2 separate regions of the Macaca mulatta genome follow, and region 2 is linked to region 1. Evidence: chromatin contacts called from public Hi-C data. All regions are on one chromosome and are shown on one strand. The core of a region is the stretch at or near the end of the contact, and the rest is flanking DNA. Distances in the headings are between cores, read along the strand shown. Region 1 holds the start of PRPF19 (pre-mRNA processing factor 19). Region 2 holds the start of CCDC86 (coiled-coil domain containing 86).

What was found. A called contact is a pair of places that touch in the nucleus more often than the background predicts.
Region 2: a contact with region 1 is called in a Hi-C map of prefrontal cortex, with 4 times the contacts expected there. The contact joins the promoter of CCDC86 here to the promoter of PRPF19 in region 1. A contact is called at or near these places in 7 of 14 Hi-C or Micro-C datasets (CD4 T cells, blood, cortical neurons and 4 more).

The regions. Positions count from the first base shown.
Region 1 is chr14:13,165,771-13,169,317 of T2T-MMU8v2.0, forward strand. It overlaps PRPF19 (pre-mRNA processing factor 19), which reads left to right and starts at 1,577. Exons shown (of 16, transcript NM_001261081.1): 1 at 1,577-1,796. The coding sequence starts at 1,778.
Region 2 is chr14:13,226,027-13,229,573 of T2T-MMU8v2.0, forward strand. It overlaps CCDC86 (coiled-coil domain containing 86), which reads right to left and starts at 1,835. Exons shown (of 4, transcript NM_001265928.1): 1 at 1,017-1,835. The coding sequence starts at 1,774. LOC114672248 (a long non-coding RNA gene) reads left to right here and starts at 1,867. Exons shown (of 5, transcript XR_013403757.1): 1 at 1,867-1,904.

The DNA of each region.
Region 1 (3,547 bases), core at 327-2,826:
TCAGCGAGTTAGTTCTACCCCTGTCATCACTCCCTCTGTTTTACAGATGAGGAAACTAAGGCATAGAGAAGTTCATACAGTTAATCACCTGGGTGGTGCTAGGATTTGAGCACACAGTCTGACTTCAGAGTCCATGCTCTTGGCCACTATGCCATACTACCTTTTGTACCTGTAACTTTTATTTTTCTCTCCAAGCTTTTGCTTACATTGTTTCTCCTTCTGGAATGCCTTTCCTTCTCCTTCTCCTCTGAATACTGCCCACCTGTCAAAGTCCCTCTCACTCACACATCCTGTTCATCCTGCCCGTTTGTCTTGATACCTTATAGTCCACACCACATGTCTTTTGCATGATTCCTGAGAGTATCTTATCTTACAGATATCCACAAAGAATCATACACTATCTGAGCTGGAAGAGAAACAGAAAATACAAAATAAATTGATAAGAGGCCACTGGTTTGGACTGAGCTCTTGCGCTAGGCCTAACAGACCAAGCTAAAAAGAGTCCTGCCGAAGTTCCACCCCAATGAGCTGAAACTAAGATCTTTATGACCTTCTGAGAGAGAGTGTGTGTGTGCATGTGTGTTGGCGGGGAGAGCTAAATTCCCAAACAGGCAAGTTTTACATGGCATGATAAAGAAGTACCCTCCACTTTAACCTTTACAAGAAAAGTAATTTTGAGATTACCAAATGACCAATCCCATTTTTGTTCTGTTTCTGTTTTCCTCAGTCCTTTTCTGTCTAAAAAACCAAGCTCCCCTGTTCAGCTCATTGGAACAACCATTAGATTTTATAGTGTAAGGCGCTGCCCAATTTTATAGAATTGCACCCTAAGTCCCAGAGCTACTCTGGAGGCTGAGGCAGAAGGATCACTTGAGCCCAGGAGTTCCAGGATGCACCTGTGATAGCCATGATTGCTACGATTGCACCTGTGAATAGCCACTGCGTTCCAGCCTGGGCAACATTGCCAGAGTCCGTCTCTTAAAAACAAAAACAAAAACAAAACAAAACCAAAAAACAAAAACAAACAAAAAACTTTAAACTAAATTTGTTGTGATTTTGTCTTTTGACAAAGAAGAAAGGGCAGGGAAGCCAATGTGAATTGCCCCAAATCACAGAGCGAAACGGTAGTAGTCAGGACCAAAACGCTGTCTTAGCCGTTTTCTTAGTTCCTGTACCCATCTGCCTCTGTATTTTTAACACCAGGCCATCCAGCAGTGTCTCTTAAAGGGTGGCCCGAGAAACACCTGACTTAGAATAGCGTGGGGCGCAGTCTGTCTACGCAGATCCGAGGAATCTGCATTTTAACAATGGGAAATTGGGAAATTCTCGCGCACACCAAGGTTTCAAAGACCAGGGTCCCGTGACACAGTGCCGCACAGTTGTCAAAACAAGTGCTGTCCAATTGCTTTGGTTTTAAGTTCTCACTGCATCATGGGAAATGTAGTTTCGAGTCTCCTCTCTTCCGACGCCCCCGCCAATCCCCGGGCGCTTTACGGAACGAGCCGAGTCAATCCGGAAATAACCGAGTGTTCGTGGCGGGCCCTTTCCTGCCCGGCTGCATTCTGGGAAAGGTCTATTTCCGTTAGGTGCTGGAGGCAGTGGCGCGCGGCTGTCCCCATTCCCACGTGAAGCGCTACGCGAGCATCGCTCGACTGGCGGCTCCCAGCTCGCAGCTGAGCAGTCCCGGCAGCAGCGGGGGACCGGAAGTGGCTCGCGGAGGCTCAGAAGCCAGTCCCGGAGTCCGGCGTGTGGCGCCTGGGAGCGCGGCAACGGCGCCATGTCCCTAATCTGCTCCAGTGAGTGTTGCCTGCGGCCGAGCGCGGGTCGCAGGAGGCCGGAGAGCGGCGCGGGAGCGTGTGCGGGCCACTGCGGCGCCGGGGCCGGGGCCGGGGTGGAGGCGGGAATGGGGCGCTCCAGAGGCAGAGCGGCGGCCTGTCAGCCCCGGAGCCCTCCCCTCGGAGCGGGGTGCATTTGCGCAGTGCTCCGCAGTTTACATAGTGCCGGAGGTTTATTGTCGCAGGCATTACTGAGGCAGGTCGCCTCATTCTACCGAGTGGAAACAGGCCTGGACAGAGGGAGCTGGTGCAGGGGAAACAGCCTTGATGTAAGAGTCAGGAAACCCGAGGTCTTGTCCAGGGTCCGCCTCCTGTTGGCTTTGTGAATTGGCTTAAGGCTCTGTGCCTCGGTTTCCCCATCTGCAAAATTGAGAGCATTGCACTGGATATTTTGTGAGGCCTTGCTCGGATAGTCGCAGCTTTTGCAATTTGTAAAGGTCACATGATGAGTTAGAGGTAGGCAAGGCTGGCAGCTAGGTATATGGCTCCCAGCCTTACAGTGTATGACTAATTAAAAACAGCGCACATTTATAAAGCCCTTATTGGTTTACAACGCGCTTCCAAGTCTAGGATCTCATTTTATCCTCACAAGAATTCCCTAAAGGAGAAAAGATCCTGGTGTTGCAAATGAGGAGGCAAGGCTCAGGAAGAGCGGGGCTTATCTAAGAATGCGTAGCTAGTCAATGGCAGAGCTGGGTGACGTAGTTAGGTGACACGGAGTTTGGAGCCTGAATCCTTGCTTTTTCCATACCTTCCACTATCTTTCCCTTTGATATTTTATCATGACGTACATACGTTTTCCTTTCCCTTTTCGTTGTTTCATCAGATTACTCGTTTCCCCTCCCTTTTGCTATTCACCTCCGTCTCTTCTCAGAACCTGTACGTTGATCCAGAGAGGGGGAAGAAGGAAGGGAAATGATGGAAAAGGAATCCCTCACATTGAAGAAATTACAGCTCGCAAAGTACCTTCATATTCATTGTTTCCTTCCAGTCTTGGGAAAGCTCTCTTTTACGTTCCCCAGCACTATCTTTCCTGGCAGGGTTCACTCATTCGTTAGATGTTTACCGAGTGCCCCGGGGGCATCTGCATTGTACTGGAAGTGAGAGACCAGCTGTAATCCTTATCCTCAAGGGGCGCACAGTCTATGCAGGCAAGAGTGTAAATGATACCTCTATTGCGGGTTGTTGTGAACATGAATTACTGTACTGTATGCCTAGAATTGTGCTTGGCACATAGACATGTGCCATGTAAATATTTTTATTGTAATGATTGCCACTTTGCTCCTTGGAATCTTCCAGGTGATAAGTGTCTGCCTGTATCCTAATCAGTTGACTGGTAGCTGGCAGACGTCAATAGCTTCAGGATGGGGACTGGTCACCTAGAAAGACTAAAGGGTATTAGAAAGTTGGGATTTTCAGTCCTACCCCCCACTTACCTGGGGAACGAGAGGGGCTGAAGTTGTCACTAGTGACCAGTGATTTATTGAATCATGCCTTTGTAATGAAGTTTTCATAAAAATACAAAAGGGCAGGATTCAAAGAGCTTCTGTATAGCAGAACATGTGGGCGTTCCTGGAGGGTGGGGTGCCCAGGGAGGGCATGGGAAGCTCTGTACTCCTTCTCCCATACCTCATCCTATGCACCTCTTCATCTATACCCTTTGTAATATCCTTTATAATAAACTGGTCAACATAAGTGTTTCCCACAATTCT
Region 2 (3,547 bases), core at 585-3,084, 61 kb after region 1:
GGAGACTTGCAATAAATTACTCTGTAAGCCTCAGTTTCTTCTGTTGAATCAGGGGTGGGGGGATAATACCCACAGCCTAGGGTTTTAAGGGTACAAGAAAAGGGCCTAGCACGAAGCCTGGCACAGAGTCAGCTTCTTCCCTAAAAACACCCCCCTTCCTCATGGCCCCTCACAGGCATGCATCCCGGACTCTCCCCTGTGGCTCCCATTAGCTTGAATTGGAACTGAACCCCACACCTCTCCTTCACGGCGGCCTAAACTCTTCCTTCTTCAGACGAGCCACTTCGTTCCTTCCTTAAATAAGCATTCATTGAGCATTTACTATGCTCTTGGCCCAGAAAGACAAGAAAGATCTCGTGCCTGCCCCTTAAGAAGGTTGCAATCCAATTCAAGGTGGATCTACAGGGATTGGGTAAAGGAGTTTTGCACACAGCCTTCGGAATCAGATCTGTGCTCAGATCCTGTGCCTACCACTCATTTAGCCTCGGTTTCCTCACACAAAAAACAGGAATACCACCACCTGCTTCACAGAGCTGATGTGCAGATTAAGTGTGATGATACGTGCTGTTCCATGTTTGAAAGGCTGTATATAATCAGTGCTCAGTAATACTTTTCATCTTAAAGGCAAATAACTGTAACAGACTATATTGGATGAAGACTTCACTGCTTTGATCAAGTAATGGCTGGTTTACTTGCTTCTGCCTCACTCACTAGAGAGGGCAGACAATGGTAAATGTCTGTTGAACGAATACACAACTGAGGTGCTACAGGAGAGGCCCATAGGGACCCCGAAGAGGAAAGGCATCAGAGAAATTGATCTTTGAGGGCCTGGTCACCCCCCTCCGGGATCCCAGGTCATTTTACCACATTCTGATTGTAATTACCTGTTTGCTGACACCCTCACTAACGTGAGCTCTCTCTAACCCTGGGGCTATTCTCCAGGCTGCAGCAGGGCAAAGGCGGGGTCCCAACACCATAGAGAACGCCACCCCTGTCCAAGCTGTCCCTTACTTCACCTTTTCTTGGAGCGGTCCTTCCAAACTCGCCCCGATTTGGGCTTCCCCTTCGGGATTACAGGAAGCTCCTCTTTGTTCAACTTCTTGGACGCTGGGGCCTGGGATGAAGAACCTTTTCGCTTCTTTGCCCCGAGGCCGCCTGTCACCGTCTCCCCAGCTGGAGGTGGCTTGCTCGGCTCATGCTGACCCCGCGGGGAGCCAGGTGCCTTGGGTGTCAGCTCCAGTAGTGGCTGAGAGGGCTCCGGACCGGGAGCTTGCTGACCGGGGTAAGGCTCTGGTGATCCTGGGCCCGGCGGTAGCTGATGCTGGGGGGCCCCCGGGGTCAGCTCCTCCTTACTCTGGGCCAACTCCGAGGCCAGTACTCCCTGGTCCTGAGAACACTTTGATGCCTCCTCATTTGACTTCGGCTGACATCGTGGGGATTCAGGACGGGACTCCGGCTGTCTTTGAGGCGACTCCAGGTGTAGGTCTTGCTGACGCTGGGGGGACCCTGGGCCTGGCTCTGGCTGCACTTGGGGGGACTCCAAGCCTGCACCCTGTTGCAGACGGGGTGATCCTGGGCTTGTCTCCGGCGGTCTTTCCGGGGACCCCAGGCCAGCTTGCTGCACACTAGGAGGAGACCCAGGCTCCCTCGTTTCTTCTGGGTTCGACTGCAACTCCACAAGGGCCCGTCTCACCCGCGAAACTGAGGTGAGGCTCTCGGGGGATTCGGGCCTTAGGCCTCCCAGCCGTCGGCTGCGCCTTAGCGGTGTATCCATGCCTCAGCGGGTAAGTTTCCACACCCCTGCACACGTGCAGACCCCGCCGACAACCGGCGCCTTCCTATGACGTCATGAGTCGCCACGTCCGTGACGCGCAGGAGGGGCTGTTGCTGAGGCGGCCGTGTTGGTGAGGGATGCAGAGGCGGGACTGGGAGTGGGGTGGGGTGGGGCTCAGCATGCGCATGCGCAATTCGCGCGGGCTTCGTTAAGTGATTGATGAGCCAGTCTTTTTTCTAGGATTCGCTTTTGCCTTTCTTGCAAAGTTTCCTGGGGAAAGAAGAGCGAGCACGTAGGAAAGGGAAAGTGGGAGGACCCATTTCAGGGAGAGAACAGAGTTGAAAAAAGGTCCGAGGAGCCTTAGGCAAGGCCTGATGGAAGTTTTGTGGCCAACTCCGGTGCAGTTGGGCAGGGTCCTGCCCTCCTTGGGCCTGTTTTTGCACTAGCTTCGTGCATCCCAAATGACCCTGTCGGAGTCCTCCTCCCAGCAGCCTGAGGGAATGCTACCTGGGGGTCGTGGAGGTGGAAGATCGGTCTTTTCTGTGTTAATTGTTCACACTTTTGCTTCTCCCGTCCTGTGCTTCCGTATATAATCCATGGCTCTCCCTTTTCAGCCTTTTCAACGTCTATGAGTGAAGCTGAGGTACCAATAAGATGCAGCACCTTTGTCCTGTGGCTCACCTGGGCCCTCGACCAGCTGCGTACGCTCCCACGTCCCTCTTTTTCTGCCCCAGTTCTAGAAACAGGTTGGATCATCTCTGATCTTCCTTTCAGCCCAGACAGTGGTTTTTGCCCGTGTGTCAACCTGCCTCGCCTCCCCTCCCTTCCCTTGCTATTCAACTGTAAATGTACTTTGCTTACTGAGCACTTTGGGACCTCACCAGTGAGCAGGTGTTGCCTTCTGGACTTCCCAGGGCCTAGAGAAGATGGGATTGGGAAATGTCGGGCTGTGTAGACCTTCCTGTGAGACCTAGGAGTGAGGCTTTGATTTTCTTACAGCATGCTTCTTAGGAAGAACATCTTGGAAGCGGCCCAGTTGCGTGATTATTGGGACTGCCTGGGGTTGGCTATTAGAGGTCCCAGGGCCCCTGTCCAACATTCCAGTGGTTTCTTTTGAAACCATTCCATTGTTTCTCCAGCTGGGGGCTTGCGAGAGGGCCTGGGAAATTGTCCAAGAATATCAGGAGTCAGAGTGTTCTCAACTTCCTCATGTTCCCGAGCTAAGGAGACCCCTGCAGGGGGACTTCGCCTGCCTTGCTACTCCTCCCCTGCCATGCAGCTGTCCACAGAAGAAGCAGCTGGGACACCTTCTCGCCCAGCTCTTCCACCCCTCAACTGTCAGAGGAGTGAGTTCTGTTCAGTTCCTTAAATGCCCTGCCCCTGCCTAGAGATCCCAATGATCCGACACTCAGAACCAAGCCTGGCAGGCATTGCCAGGGTGCTGGAGGAGACTGTATGCCCCTCTGCCCTGCTCCAGTCCCCCTAGGCTTGCCCTGCCTCCTAAGCTCTTGTCCCCAGCTGGAGGGATCACTCTCCAGTGCCGACTGGATCATATCCTAGTCTAACCTGAAATACTTCAGAGAGTGATCTCAGGTTTTCACCAGAGAGAGGGAGATGTTTTTCAGAGGAGGCCTTTGGGTGTCCCCCTGACATTTGGAGGCACTTTGTCAACCTCAGCATCAGGTGGGCTCTGGCCCAGAACCCCCTACTCCCACCTGAGCTCAGTTTGTCATTGTCATTATACATGGTGTGCAGAGGCCTTGAGTAGACTCC